Linked DNA regions of Rattus norvegicus: region 2 is linked to region 1. Evidence: chromatin contacts called from public Hi-C data. All regions are on one chromosome and are shown on one strand. The core of a region is the stretch at or near the end of the contact, and the rest is flanking DNA. Distances in the headings are between cores, read along the strand shown.

The links. A called contact is a pair of places that touch in the nucleus more often than the background predicts.
Region 2: a Hi-C map of psoas muscle shows a contact between it and region 1, with 2.2 times the contacts expected there. The contact joins the promoter of Uqcrc1 here to the enhancer-like site in region 1. A contact is called at or near these places in 4 of 12 Hi-C or Micro-C datasets (the A7r5 cell line, liver, mammary epithelial cells and 1 more).

The regions. Positions count from the first base shown.
Region 1 is chr8:118,335,089-118,342,315 of GRCr8, forward strand. It overlaps a transcript of Prkar2a not described here. Among named protein-coding and RNA genes, the nearest start is that of Ip6k2, 26 kb to the right of the region's middle. Within about 2 kb of position 5,228, at least 8 of the 93 cell types and tissues checked have an H3K27ac peak or open chromatin away from gene starts, as enhancers often do.
Region 2 is chr8:118,463,801-118,470,923 of GRCr8, forward strand. It overlaps Uqcrc1 (ubiquinol-cytochrome c reductase core protein 1), which reads left to right and starts at 4,423. Exons shown (of 13, transcript NM_001004250.2): 1 at 4,423-4,493; 2 at 4,722-4,862. The coding sequence starts at 4,425.

The DNA of each region.
Region 1 (7,227 bases), core at 3,978-6,477:
AGCTCAGTGGCAAAGCTCGTATATAGCACATGCAAGGCTCTGGGTTTGGTCTCCAGCACTATAATAGCCATGGAAGACAGGTTATCATGCATAAACATGGAATTACTGTGAAGGCCTTTCTAACTGTCTCGACTTTTGCCCTGGTCACTGTAGCCAAGAAATGTCCAGAGTAGATGGGTTGCCACAGTTTTGGGAATTAAGTCACTTTTTCTTGTGTTTCATGAAGCAAAAGCAGGACTCTTCAGACTGCTCTGAGTAGCCTACGTTACAGATCTGGGGTTTGTCCAGCTGTAACTACTGTGAAGCAGGCAGCTAGCACTGGAAAACCCTCATAGCAATCCCGAATCTTCCTAAGGTCCTTTTCTATGGTATCGCTTTATTAAATAAATCAGACCTTGTACTTTGACAGAATAATACCTGATTTCTTGCAAAGGTAAGAGGTGCAATGGGCTCCAGGAGTAGCCCAAAAGTCCAGCCCCAGACCTTACAAGGACTCTAAACCCTCACCCCACCCTCCATGCCAGCCTTGGTTAGGGTTGGCTGTGAATCTCATGCCAGAGTTATTCCTGTAGGCTGCTAGGGGTAGGCCTTCTTAGCCTGCCCTCACACTTCAGTCTTGGCTTCAGAGTCCTCCTTGTCACCCTCCTGCCTCACTGACGGCTGCTCTTTCACAGAGAAGGCACCAAGTCCAAGTTCTGTAACTACTGATTGAGTCTTCACTGCAGTGTGGCCCTGTGCCGGAGCACGTGTGGATGGGGGCATGGGAGAGGTACACGTGTCTGCAGGAGCTGGTGTGGCGATGAAAGGCGACTGTCACCACAGCACCAGGCCCTGACAGTATTCCAGTTCTCTTTGCAGCTTCAAGAATCAGGTGACAGCAGATTTTTCTCAAGGTTGCAGTGTTCTCCTTGTGCCAGGCAACTCCTACAGCAGATAGCTAGGCCTCCTGGGAGGAGTATCAAAAAAATTCCTTTGCTCTCCTCTCTTCTGAGGGTTGGGGCTTCCCTCCCTTTTCCCTGGCTTTGCTATTGACTTGGGATGACAGAGAATCCTCCTCAGAGCCTGGAGGTCCAACCGCAGTATTTCCCTTCCTTTCTGGCCCCAGCTTAGCCTACTCACGCTCTTCTCCCGGTTGAATTCTCTGCAGGACAGGCTCTTTAGGTCTTGTCCTCTGAGCTCATAATCTTATTAAAGAATTATTTGTTTCTGATCTAGAGTCTCAGAAATCAGCATTGAGCTTTTTCTTTCTTTGAGCAGTTTAGTAAGCAAATTCAGCAGCAAAGTGGCAAAAGCAAAACAAAACAAAAAACAACTAAAAAATCACAAGAGAAACCAACGCTCCAGTGGAGAGGTTCCGTCCACCCTGACTGCCCAGATTGGCTGCTTGTGGTGGCAGAGCCACTGCGTGCTGCTGGTGTCCTGGCGCCCTGTGCACACAGCGTTCCGTGGCGTGTGGCAGCCCTCATTTTAAAAAGATGAAAGCATTTTGCACAGAGAAAGAAAAGGACCCATGAATGTCATCTTTTATCTTTCTCAGTCAGTTGATATTGAAATTTTTGTTTTTGATAATGCACTTGTAAACCAATCTCACCAAGATATGGGTAGTTTTTGATCTTTCACTACAATTACCTCTCGTCTCTCTTGTCTTGACTGCTGACGTTCCTCTGTGATTCTGATGTCTATTTTATGGGGAGCAGCCTTCCCGTGGGTTTCCTATTACACTCTGCAGGGCTATCTTTATAAAAAAAAATTTAAAAAAGAGTGAAAATTGTCACTCACCTCATGGGGGATTTGCAGAAAACCATATAGCCCACCTTGAGCAAAGGTTAGATTCGTCGTTTTTTGTTGTTATGTTTTAAATTCATTGTAATAATAATTTTAAAAAAAAAAAAACCAATTAAGCATTATTGTGCTACCTCAAAGGTAAAAAGATTCTATGGTTGTCTTTTGGTCCTGAGTTCTATACATGGTGTTTGAAATTCTTTCAATTGGAATTATTTTTTAAATCATTGGGGTGAATCTAATTTTAACCTGTTTTACACTTGTATTTTAATCTCAAAAGAATATATGATTGGAAAACAAACAATTCTTGATCTGTAGTCTTAAACGTATAATTAAAAGTCACTAGAAATCAGTCATCATTTGCTGTAAACAAGGTTGGGTTGGTTTTTTGTTTGTTTTTTAAAGGAAACTCTAGGTCTCGGCTTCACTCTTGACTAATAAAGGCTGACAAATCATGTCTGACTTTCCTGGTTTGTCCTGCGTTATATTTTTGTCTTCTCTTTTAAGGGTTCCAGGCCATCTTAGCGCTTACCTGGCAAATACGTTATTGGGGTTGATAGGCCCCTTGAAAATGGGGGAGAAGCCCTGGACATTTGTAGTAATTAGGTTCCACAGAGAAACGGTCAGTGTGGGGTGGGGTGGGTATGGAGAGAAGGGTTCTGAGGCGTGGTGTAAGGGATTGGTCCGCATGATTAGTCAGGCAGATCTGAAGATTGGGGCAGGGTGAGCTGGAGACCCCGAGGAATACGTAGTTTAGTTCTGGTCTTAAATTCAGAGGCCTGAAAACTAGAACAGCCAGTGCTGTGTGTGGCTCTTGTCTAAACATCAGCGGGCTCAAGAGCTGTGGAAAACTGATGCCTTAGTGTGAGAGACAGCAGGAGACAGGGCACGTGCCAGGTCAAAGGTCAGGAGGAAAATGCTCTTCCACTTTAAGGATATAAAGCTAGGGCCTTGCAAATGTTAGAAAAACGCTACCATTGGTCGAACTGTGTCTCCAGCCAGGCCTTTTTGTTTACAGGCTTTCAGACTGAGCTGGTCAGGTAAGGCCTAACCACATTAGGCAAGTCAAACTTGATTTATTAAGTTTACCAAGTAAAATGCTAATCTCATGCAAAACATACACTCATGAGAATGCCATAAAAATGTCGACCAAATATCCCATAACCTAGGCAAGTGGACACACAGAACCGTAACACCATGGTATATTGCTATAGATAAGATCCAGGGTACCTATTTTACCCCTTCCCAGAAGATACCAGTGACAGAAACCATTTCCTGTCTGCTGGGATGTTTTTGTATTACTATAGCTAGACTAGTAAGCATGATAGCCTACTGTACCTTGTCTTTCCCTGAGATCAAAGAAGCTCACTGGATGTTACTGTCACTGGACAGAGAGGCCTGAATATATAAATGTGCCAAGTGATAGGGACATGAGTTACCTACCTAGGTCCCAGAAAACTGATAGCTGATCTTCTAACAGCCAGATTGGCCATGTTTCAAGCTTTAAAAATTGATGTGGGGGTTGGGGATTTAGCTCAGTGGTAGAGCGCTTGCCTAGCAAGCACAAGGCCCTGGGTTCAGTCCTCAGCTCCGGAAAAAAAAAAAAAAAAAAAAAGGACAAAATAACAAAAATTGATGTGGTTGGGTTGGTCATGTTTCTGTCTCAGAATCACATCCACAGTCTCAGTCCCAAAGAGGGCGTACTGCACGAAGACTGCTTTTTTTTTTTTTTTTTTTTCCCCCCGGAGCTGGGGACTGAACCCAGGGCCTTGTGCTTGCTAGGCAAGCGCTCTACCACTGAGCTAAATCCCCAGCCCCCTCGAAGACTGCTTTTATGTTACTATGTTGAACCAAGAGGCTAAACATTTATCCCGTCAAATCTGACTATCTCAGTAATCTTAGTGAGTTATTTAGTTTTGTAACAATAGAACTAGTGCTTATTGTGACACAGAAGGAAATAGGGGCTGTTTCACAAGGCATCCTGAAAAGTGTAACTTTGGTCTTTCGCTGTTGGTGGGATTTTTGTTGTAGTTTGCTTGCTTTTTGAGAACGGCCCTTAGGCTGTAACCCGTGCTGGGCCTGAACTTGTAACAATCCTCCCTCAGCCTCCTAGATCTAGGCATGAGCCATTCCCTGCACCTAGAAGTAAATGTAAAGTTTTGCTTTGTCTGTTGTCTCTAAAGGCAGATTTGACTCATTATAGATTTGGCAAATAGCACACACTGTTTCCTCACTGGTTCTGAAACATAAAGAATATTTAGTTCTGAATTTGGATGAAAATTGCCAAGCTCTGAATTGAAACGTCATATATTAGATGCAATGTAGTTCATTGTTTATTGGACAAATCCCGATGGCCAATTGTGTCTTTGACACTTTAAGCCCAAGGGATTCTAACAGTAATAGTACTGTGGTCCACCAGGGGCTTCTAGATCTTTTTATCAGTGCTGATGGAGTTCATTGCCTATAATTTTGGACTCCTGGGGACAGCAGCCATGGCCTTCCACTTTAAGGTGTCTACTGTCTTAGGCTATGCATATCTCTCTCTCTCTCTCTCTCTCTCTCTCTCTCTCTCTCTCTCTCTCTCTGTCCTCCCCCCCCTTTTTTTAAGGTTTTGTTTTTTCAAGACAGAGGTAGGTGTGTGTCTCTGTGTGTGTGTGTGTGTGTGTGTGTGTGTGTGTGTAGCCCTGGTTGTCCTGAAACTTACTTTGTAGAGCAGGCTGGTCTCTAACTCAAAGATCTGCCTGCCTCTGTGCTGGGATTAAAGGTGTGGCACCATCGAAGGCCTCTTGCCTCTTTTTTTTTTTTTAAAGATTTATTCATTTATTATATATATATAAGTACACTGTAGCTGTCTTCAGACACACCAGAAAAGGGCATCGGATCCCATTACAGATGGTTGTGAGCCACCATGTGGTTGCTGGGAATTGAACTCAAGACCTCTGGAAGAGCAGTCAGTGCTCTCAACCACTGACCCATCTCTCCAGCCCGGCCTCTTGCCTCTTAAACAAGTGGTTTAATCACTTTTCTCACACAGCATCTCCTCCACCCTCCTCTCATGTGATGCTGGCTACAGATGCCTCCCGAGAGAAACAAAAGAGACAGTTGGGTTAGTGAGACTCTTGGACTCCTCAGAAATCCTCGTCCTCCTTTTCATGTCACTTAAAATGTGACAAAGGCAGGGGCTGGGGATTTAGCTCAGTGGTAGAGCGCTTACCTAGGAAGCACAAGGCCCTGGGTTCGGTCCCCAGCTCCGAAAAAAAAGAACCAAAAAAAAAAAAAAAAAAAAAAATGTGACAAAGGCTGGCCAGAGATACGCTTTTGGCCTAGGTTGCTTTCTGTTCTGACGGGTGGCAAGAATCCAGTTTTCTCGCCAGCAATACTGTTCTGTGTGACCTTGACCAGCCTCGCTGCAGTTCCCCACTTCAGTCAGCAGGGGACAGGCTATCCCTGACTCCCTTGGGCTCTTGGCCTCCTATCTTAGACCTGCAGCCAATCCCAAGTGAGAGAATCAACCTCATCCAAGCTCCAAGTCAGTTTCCAAATCTCAGCCCAAATCCCAAATGAGGGATGGTTCCCCAGGCAACCACAGCCTTGGGCAGGGCACCATCGAGTGGGAAACCGTGTCCTTTAGACCTTGGCGTTTAGGTTGCTGTCCCAATCTTGCAACTCAAGATGGTTCTACCATGCTGACAGCTCCTGGGGGAGGCTGCCCATAGGACAAATGTGACTTCTGAGCCTCAGATTGTCCCTCTGAGAAACAACATGCTTACCGGAGGCATCCATCCGTTCCGCCCTAGTTTTGTTTAGAGACCCTTGCCTCACCAGCTAGGGGCTTCAGTAAAGCTTAGGGTCCAGTGGCCAGTGTGTTTCCTCTCTTCTGCTGTGCTCAAGGCTGGAATGTTCTGGCTTATAGCAAAACCAGTCCCCACTCCCTGATACAGAGTGGGCCTTATAAACAGCTAACCAAAGAAGCTAGTCTCGCTAAGTCTTACATAGAAGGCCAGGCTCAGGGTCAGCAAGATAGCTCAGTGGATAAAGGCTGTCAAACTGAAAGAGCGGGATTCAGTTCTCTGCAAGAATCTATTCCTGCAAACTGACCTTCATTACTTCTCTCTCTCTCTCTCTCTCTCTCTCTCTCTCTCTCTCTCTCTTTCTCTCCCTCCCTCTCTCTCTCTCTCTCTCTCTCTCTCTCTCTCTCTCTCTCTCTCTCTCTCTCTGTGTTGTCATTAGCTCAAGTACCTCTCCCATCCATCCCACCCCTATACACAATTAAAAACCTTAAAAGTGTATATTCAAAAAGCCCCACAAAGGCCTGGTGAACTGAGAGTGGTGGGGTCGGGGCTCACTGACTGGGCAGCCATCCAGACAATGGGGAGCTTTCAGCTGGCCCCCCAGGGCTGTGTGCTGCCTGGAAGCACTGAGGACAAAGTGTACGTGTCCAGGACATGCTGGGACCGCCTCCGCCCTGGCCCTGAGGAACCTTTCTCTTGGTAATTTTCCTGTGTTTTGTTCTGGGAGAATATCCTAGCGATGATGCGCGGCAGCCAGCTCCCTTCCTGAATGACCCATGATCTGAAGCAGTGAGTAGGAACGGAGTCACAGGAGACAGAAATATCGCTTCCAATCCCAATGAGAACATCGCGTGTCTAGCATTGAGCTCCATGTCTAATACCAGGTACCAGGGGCCCAGGGCAGACTTTAAACCATGGGGACTGGGAGTAAAGTCACAAAAGTAGCATGAAGGGAAGCCTGGTCCCAAGTCAACGTTACCTGCTCCCAGGCTCAGACACTAGCGAAGAGGGGTGCTTCCTAAGACCCGGGCTACAGCCAGAGAAGGGCAGGGAGCAGCAGCCTAACACACTAGCCCAGAAACCAGATTTGATCTCGCCAGACTCTGAAGGAGGATCTACTTCAGTATCTGCCATCCATCTTTCTCCAGGGTTCTGACAGTATTTGTTGCCTTGCCTGAAGGCCACCATGATGCCACGAAGCACCTTATGTTTGAAGGGAGGAAAATCAAGCTGTATGTTCACAAGTGTCAGAATCCTCTATCCATCAACGATCCCACAGCTCCTGCCTCCTTCTCGACAGCAGCCTGGGACTTGCTTGTGGGTGATGCATTGCCACCCTCCCATCACCTCCCACTCTTGCCACACCCCAGCCGTGCCTCCCCAGAGACTTTTAGTGACAACCAGTGCATATGCCAGCTCAGTCAGAGTTCACCATGGTTGACTCCCAGCCACTGCTTCAAGGGTCGCCTTCTTAAGCAATGCTCATCTCTCCTGGTTTCCTTCCTCCTCGAGATCACTCTCATCTTGAGCAGCCGTAATAGCCAGAAGCTGCAATGGACTGGGATCTCCCTTCTCTCTCCCTGAGAACGGGGATGGCTTGGAGTTTTATCACCAGGCTGATGTCTCTACACCGGGGTGGACCACTGCCTACTTG
Region 2 (7,123 bases), core at 3,173-5,672, 130 kb after region 1:
TATTGAGAGAGGGCATAAAGGAAAGAGGCGCACAAAACAAAAGAGGATGGATCAGAGCCCCAGGTAACATGGCTTGTCACCCAAGATGCTTCAGGGAAGAAGCAAGGAACAGCGGAGACCTGAGATGCTGGTAAACGTTGTCTCCGTGGATCTGGAACTTGGACCACCACCTCCCTTCCTTGTTACGAGCAAAAGAGTTCCTGGAACTGTTCAGGTCAGAGTTCAGATCCCCAGCATCTGAATAAAAAGCTGGGTGAGCATGGAGGGCCATCTGTAACCCAAGCAGACAAGGAAGAGGAGACAAAGAGTCCCTCCCCAAGCCGAAAACCAGGTTAGCCAAAGAAGAGAAGAGGAAGGGAGGTAATGTCTGTGGAAGAGGGTCTCGTTTCAGCCGATTTCCTCCTAAGACAAACTGAAACATGACCAATTTGCTAAGGATCCGTTTTCCTGGTCAAGTTCGCACTCCACCTCTTGGAGAACTTACACATGCCCTCTGGACTTGGGCGTTTCGTGGTCCTCCCAGGAGTCTGGTGTTTACCGCTTCAGACGTTTCTCCCTCCCTGGGATTTGAGTAATGTTCTATTTTCATATTTCTGCAAAGCTCTTATCGTTGTGATAGTCCACATACTGGTCACGCAAGACATCTATCTGTTTGTTTGTTTGTTTGTTTTAATTTTTCAGCTGAGACAGCAGAAGGGATGGTTTATTGCATATATTACACTTGGACACAGATGACAAATGAGAAATGAATACAGCAGGTCCAGGGCCAAGAGAAGTAAGGCGACAGTCTCACAGATTGGCAGTAAAGAGCTGGTACAAGTTCCAGATCCACTGAGACAACTTTTACCAGCATCTCAAGCGCCTAGCATTCCTTGTTTCTTCCCTGAAGCATGTTGGGTAACAAGCCAGTTTACCTGGGCTTCTGCCTCATCTCTCATTTTGTGCATCAGCCTGCACATTGTCTCTGTCTCCACTCTGTTCTGTTCTCTTGACACAGAAGTCTGAATGAGGGAGAGGGTCCTAAGGCCAAGAGCATGTCTGACTCTTAAACATTTTCTTCCCTTTACTCTTTTCAACACAGGATCCAGTTACAAAGTAATGAACACAGGTGTAGGAACCCAGATTTGGGGGCTGGGTAAACGGACACAAAGGAATGTTTGCTCTTGTGTAATGACGAATAATTATATAATATTAATAATTATAGCTGTTGCTTACTTTAAACATAGTTTTCTCAGCCAGGCATGGTGGCCCAGACCTCCAATCCCACCACCGAAGAGGCCAAGGCAGGTGGATCTCTGTGAGCCTGAGGCAAGCCAGTTCACACAAGCTCCAGGTCAGTCAGAGCTACATAGTAATTCTCAATCTCTTTCTCCCTCTCCCTCTCCCTCTCTCTCTCCCCCCCCTCTCTCCCGCTCTCTCCCCCTCATTCTCTCTGTCTTTCTCTCTGTCTCTGTCTCTCCCCCACCCCTTACTCTGAAGCAGGATCTCACTATGTAGTTTTAGCTGTCCTGGCACTCACACTGGCCTTGAACCCACAGACATCCAACTGCCTCTGTGTCCTAAGTGCTACGATTAAAGTCACACACCACTATGCCCAGCTCATAACAAACAAACGAATCCAATTTTCTTGTGTGATGCTAGGGACTAAATAAAGGGCCTTGTATAAACTATTATGAGTCATGTCTCAGCTTGGCAAATAATTATGTTTTAAATTGTATCCATCTATCCATTCATTTATTTATTTGTACACTTACGAATTTGTGTGCATGTGGAGGTCTGAGGACAACTTTGTGGAGTCAGTTCTCTCCTTCCACCAATGTGAATTCTAGGGGTTAAATTTGGGGGACTTGGTTTAGCAGCAAACACCTTTACCCACTTAGCCATCTCAGTGGCCCAGTAATTTATTAAACAAACAAACAAACAAACAAAAACCATGGACCTGGAGAGATGGCTGGGTGGCTGACAGCACCTGTGCTCTTGCAGGGGACCTGGGTTCAATTCCCAGCACTCACATGACAGGTAGCAACCATCTATAACTCAAGTCCCTGACTCCCAGTTCTGGCCTCCAAGAAAGACTACCTGCCCCACACACGGCACACATACATACATGTAGGCAAAGCACTTGATACCCGTAAAGCAAGAGTAAACCTTTTCAAACACAAAGCTACACGAGAGGCTGGAGAGGCGGCTCAGGGGTTAAGAGCACCTCCTGCCCTTGCAGAGAACCCCACGTTCAGTTTCCAGCACCCACATGGCAGCTCCATGTCTACAACTCCAGTGCCAGGGGACTCAGTGTCCTCTTCTGACCTCCTTACAGGCAGACAAACCCTCATACGCATCAAAAACAAAAAACCAAAACGCTAAAAAAAAAAAAAAAAAAAAAAACCAACCCCCTTGAGTCCTAATGTAGTGATAGAAGAAATGTCAAATATTCGGATTTGAAACCACTGCGAAGAGACCTTCTGGCAAAAAATGATGTTTTAGATGCCTTTCAGTTATACTGAAATAGCTGAGAGGCACCTCTAATTTAGATGATGCAATTAATAGGCTGTTTAACGGTGAGGTGAGTGGGTGACGGTCCTGAGGAGCACAAGGATACAACTGTTTACCTTTCAGGGTTTTAGATCCTACAAAATCCGTGAAGGAAGGCCCCGGTGATCACTGTTTTTTGCTTGTCTTACACAGGCTTCCAAAGGGCACACTCCTCCTTTTTTTTTTTTTTTTTTTTTTTTATTACAGCATTAAATCTAAAGTCTCGTAATGGTCACATTAAAGTCTGGAATGGTTAAAAACAGAACACACTGAGTTACAAACCAGTGAAGCCTAAGACAAGCAAATGTAAGATACTGTCCTGAATTAGAAAAAGGGCATTAGGTTAAATTAAAACAAAACAAAACAAACAAACAAAAAACCGACTCAAGGAAATCTATGCAAACTATGGACTTTAGTTAATAATGAACTAATAATGGCCCGCTAATAGTAATAGATGAGCTGGCTAACGTAAGCTGCCAGCACAAGGAACGGCTGGCTCACCAATGCTTGAGAAGTACATGAGGAATCTCCATACCATCTGCTCACAGTTCTGTAAGTATAAAGCTGCTCTAAAAATGGCCCCGTAGCTAAAGGTGCTTTCTGTGCAAGCCTGGTGACCTGAATTTGACCCCTGGAATCTATGTAAAGCTGGAAGGAGAGAACAACAGACTCCCCGGAGTTGCTCTTTGACCTTTGAACCCACGTGGGGACACCCCACAGACATGCATACATCATGTGCACACACATAGTAGATAAAATAATCTTAAACTAAAAACTCACGTTTTTCAGGAAGCTGAAAGAGAGCTAACGATGTAGCTCGGTTGGCAGAATTTGCCTAATGTTCACCAGACCCAGGCTTTACCCCTCAGCACCAGGGAAGCCCGTCCGTCGGTGGCACTTATTTGCCTCTGATCTTATTACTTGGGAGGGGGAGGTAGAAGGACCAGAAAAGTTCAAGGTCATCCTAGGCTTCAAAGTGATTTTGAGGCCAGCTTGGGCTACACATGACCCTTTCTCTCCGAGAAAAGAAGCAGGTAACTAGGGTTTGTCTTTTGTTTCTTTCTTTGTGTGTTTGCGGCTGGCCCTCGCTGGATATCCTTGGCTCACTGTGAATACCAGGCTGGTCTGGAACTCAGAGGGCTTACTTGCCTCTGCCTCTTGAGTACTTGGACTATCAGTATTTACTACCACATCCAGCAATTTAAAAGATTTTATTTCACTTTATTTTCTGCTCTAAATCATATTTCTGGTCCACAAAATGTCAATATACACTAAGTATTGTTTGTCTGATTTCAGATAGTTTTTTTAATGTTTTGAAATAATCACAAATACAGAAAAGACATTTTTTTGTTTAGTTTTTGTTTTCCAAACAAGGAGTCCTATTTCACAAATTACCTCTACACGGTTCCTTCTTTTCACACACACTTTTTTTTTCTTACATTTTGGAGACACTGTCTTACATAGCCCAGGATAGTTTTGAACTCCTTACACAGGAGAGGATGTCCTTGAACTCCTTATTCTTTTTTGTCTCCTCTTCCCAGACACCTTCTAGCACAGAGAGCACAGACAGAAAAGTGCTTCAGCTTTTGGGCTTAATGTGTGCTGAGCCACTGTCCTCCAGGGCTCTGAGCTGCTGCTGGCTTACATCTCCTGCAGTTGCACACCGCCTCCCTCAGGTGGAAGAAGGCGACGAATGGGACCGTCTAAGGGCCAGCCAGTCGCAGGTTCTCTTAGAGGCACAAGGACCAAACGACAACATGCGATTAATTCTTGCCAATGGACTTGATGCCCAGCAGGGGGCGATCGAGCACCAACTCTTCCTTACAGCGCCTGCGCCTCATACTCCACCCTGCGCATGCGTAGCGCGGCTTTACGCTGACGGAAGTTAGAAGATGGCGGCGTCCGCAGTCTGCCGAGCGGCCTGCTCTGGGACGCAAGCGCTACTTCGCACCTGCCGCTCGGTGAGGTGGCAGCGAGACGTTGGGCTGCAGGGCTCAGGGCTTTGGCACGCAGATGAGGAGTAGGCTGTCTCAGCAGTGGCGGGTCTGAGTGGGGAGGTCGCGGGGGTCAGGGCCGTGGGAAGGTCATGGCGGAGGGCGGGGATGGGTATCTTCTCGGGCTTGGATGTGAGAGTCGAGGTCCCAGAGGCTTGGAGAGCAGTTCTTACAGTGGTCACCTTCTTCCTTTAGCCGGCCCTGCTGAGGCTACCTGCCTTGCGGGGTACCGCAACCTTCGTCCAGGCCCTCCAGAGCGTGCCGGAGACACAGGTCAGCGTATTGGACAACGGGCTGCGTGTGGCCTCGGAGCAGTCCTCGCATCCTACCTGCACGGTGAGTGTTTGCCAGTCCTCCAGATGAGGCGCGCCGTGTTGTCCTAGGTTGGGATGTGACCTTGGGTTGCAGTCTTACGTGTTTTGGGTGGAGACTGGAGTACTGCCGGGTTTGTCCCTGTACCAGTCTTCAATTCTGACTTGACTTCACAGCGGCAAGTGTGTCTAGCTGGTCTTACTTTTACCTGTATGAGTGGCTTACTCAAATGTGTGTATGTTCACCATGTCTGTGCATAATGCCCACGGAGGCCCGGAAAGGACATTAGAGCCCCTGGAACTGGAGTTACAGGTGGATGTGAGCTGCCTTGTGTGTGCTGGGAATCGAACCTGGGTCCTGTGGAAGAGCAACTCCTAAACCCTACAGTATCTCACCATCCCATGTATACATACGTAAAAATTAAATTAGTTTTTTCCTCATGTTTTTTTCAAGACAGGGTTTCTCTGTGTAGTCCTGGCTGTGCTGGGACTCACTCTGTAGATCAAGCTGACCTCTTGAATTCAGAGATCCATCTACCTCTGCTCCCCAATTTCTGGGATTAAAGAAAGGCATGAGTCTTCAATGCTTACCTCAAAAGTAAAAAAACAAGGTGTAGAGTAATAAGCGACAGCACCCAGTTTCCTCTGCCCTCCATAGATATTTGTATCTATGTGTATGTGCTACACTTGAACACAGAAAATAAATGCCTCTGAAAGACTGGGAAATTAACTGGGGTGGAGCCTTTGCCTAGTGAGTATAAAGCCTTGAGCTTGATACGTAGCACTGAAGGAAGAAAAAAAATGCTTTTGAAGATTACATTGAATTGGATGATTATCCAAAAATAGTTGCAAATCTGGAGCACTGGTTTGCTCTTTGGTTAAGAGGGCTGCTGCTCTTACAGAGGACCAGATTTCTGCTTTCAGCGTCTTTATTGGGCAACTTCCAGCCACCTGTAACTCTAGCTCCAGGAGATCAGACACTTTCTTCTAGCCTTCCCCACTTCTGGCCTTCTGGGATACGTACACACAAACTCAAATATTTTATTCAAAATTGCAAATTGGGCTGGAGAATTGAGTCTGGTTTATAGCATTTGTTCTCTTTTAGAGGACCTGGCTTTGATTTCCAGCACCCACACAGTGGCTCACGGCCATCTATATCTCCAGTCCCAAGGGATCCTGTACCCTCTTCTGACGTCCACAGGCACTAGGCACACACATATACATACACACAGGCAAAACACTCATCCATATGAAATAGTGAACATAGAATTTAGAAATCTTCAAAATGGAGTCAAGAATTGAAATCTTTACTAGGTGTGTTTACTAGGTGAGAAAACTCCAAGAACCAATCCTCCCAAGACATTTAGTAGGGCTAAATTGTTTCGTTGTTTTTCAATACAGTGTTTCTCTGTGTAACCCTGCACTCTAGTGTTCTGGCAGTCTGTGTAGGTCAGGTTAGCCTCAGACTCGCAGAGATCTGCCTGTCCCTGCTTCCTGGATGTTGGGATTGTAGGCGTGTGCACCACTGCCTGTCTAGGGTTATGTTTTTGTCTGATTCTTTTTCTAGGAGCAAATAATGACTTGTGATAAAGTTGTTATAAACACAGGATATAAATTCCTTGACATGTAGAACCTACATGAATAGACTCAAAACCTACTAATGAAGCTTAGTAAATCATGCTCTATTCCACAAACTGATTATGCTTCCGTTACCGAGAAAAGATGGTGTCGTTTAAAAGTCGAAGGATACTGTGGATCGTGATCTAAGATGTTAAGAGTCAGGGGACTGTTGGGGCTAGAGAGATGGCTCAGTGGTTAAAGGCACTGGCTGTGCAATCACAAGAGCTGGAGTACACATCCCAGCACCCAGGTAACAAGCTGAGAGTCCTGCAAATGCCTGAGGCTCCAGCTTGGAAGGATATGGTGTAGCTTCTGGCCACCACATGCACATAGGCGCCCACACTTACACACAGGTGCACATACATTCACACACAGAGTAAAAGGCATGCTTATCTGAAGTTATCCTGCACACTGGCGTATAGCATCTATTCGCAAAGCATGTGGTAGACAGTTAGCTGTGAGCAGATAAGCTCAGCCATGTGGGTAAGTAGCGTGTTTCACAGCTCGTCAGGAAACTGTTCACAGTGCTCGCATGCCCGCAATCTAGTACTTGAGAGGTGGGCAGAAGGAGCAGGAGTTCATCATCAGCTATAGAATGTATTCAGGGCCAGTTTGAGCTATATGGCATCCTGTCTCAAAAAAGAAAAAAACATAAAAGAATATTAA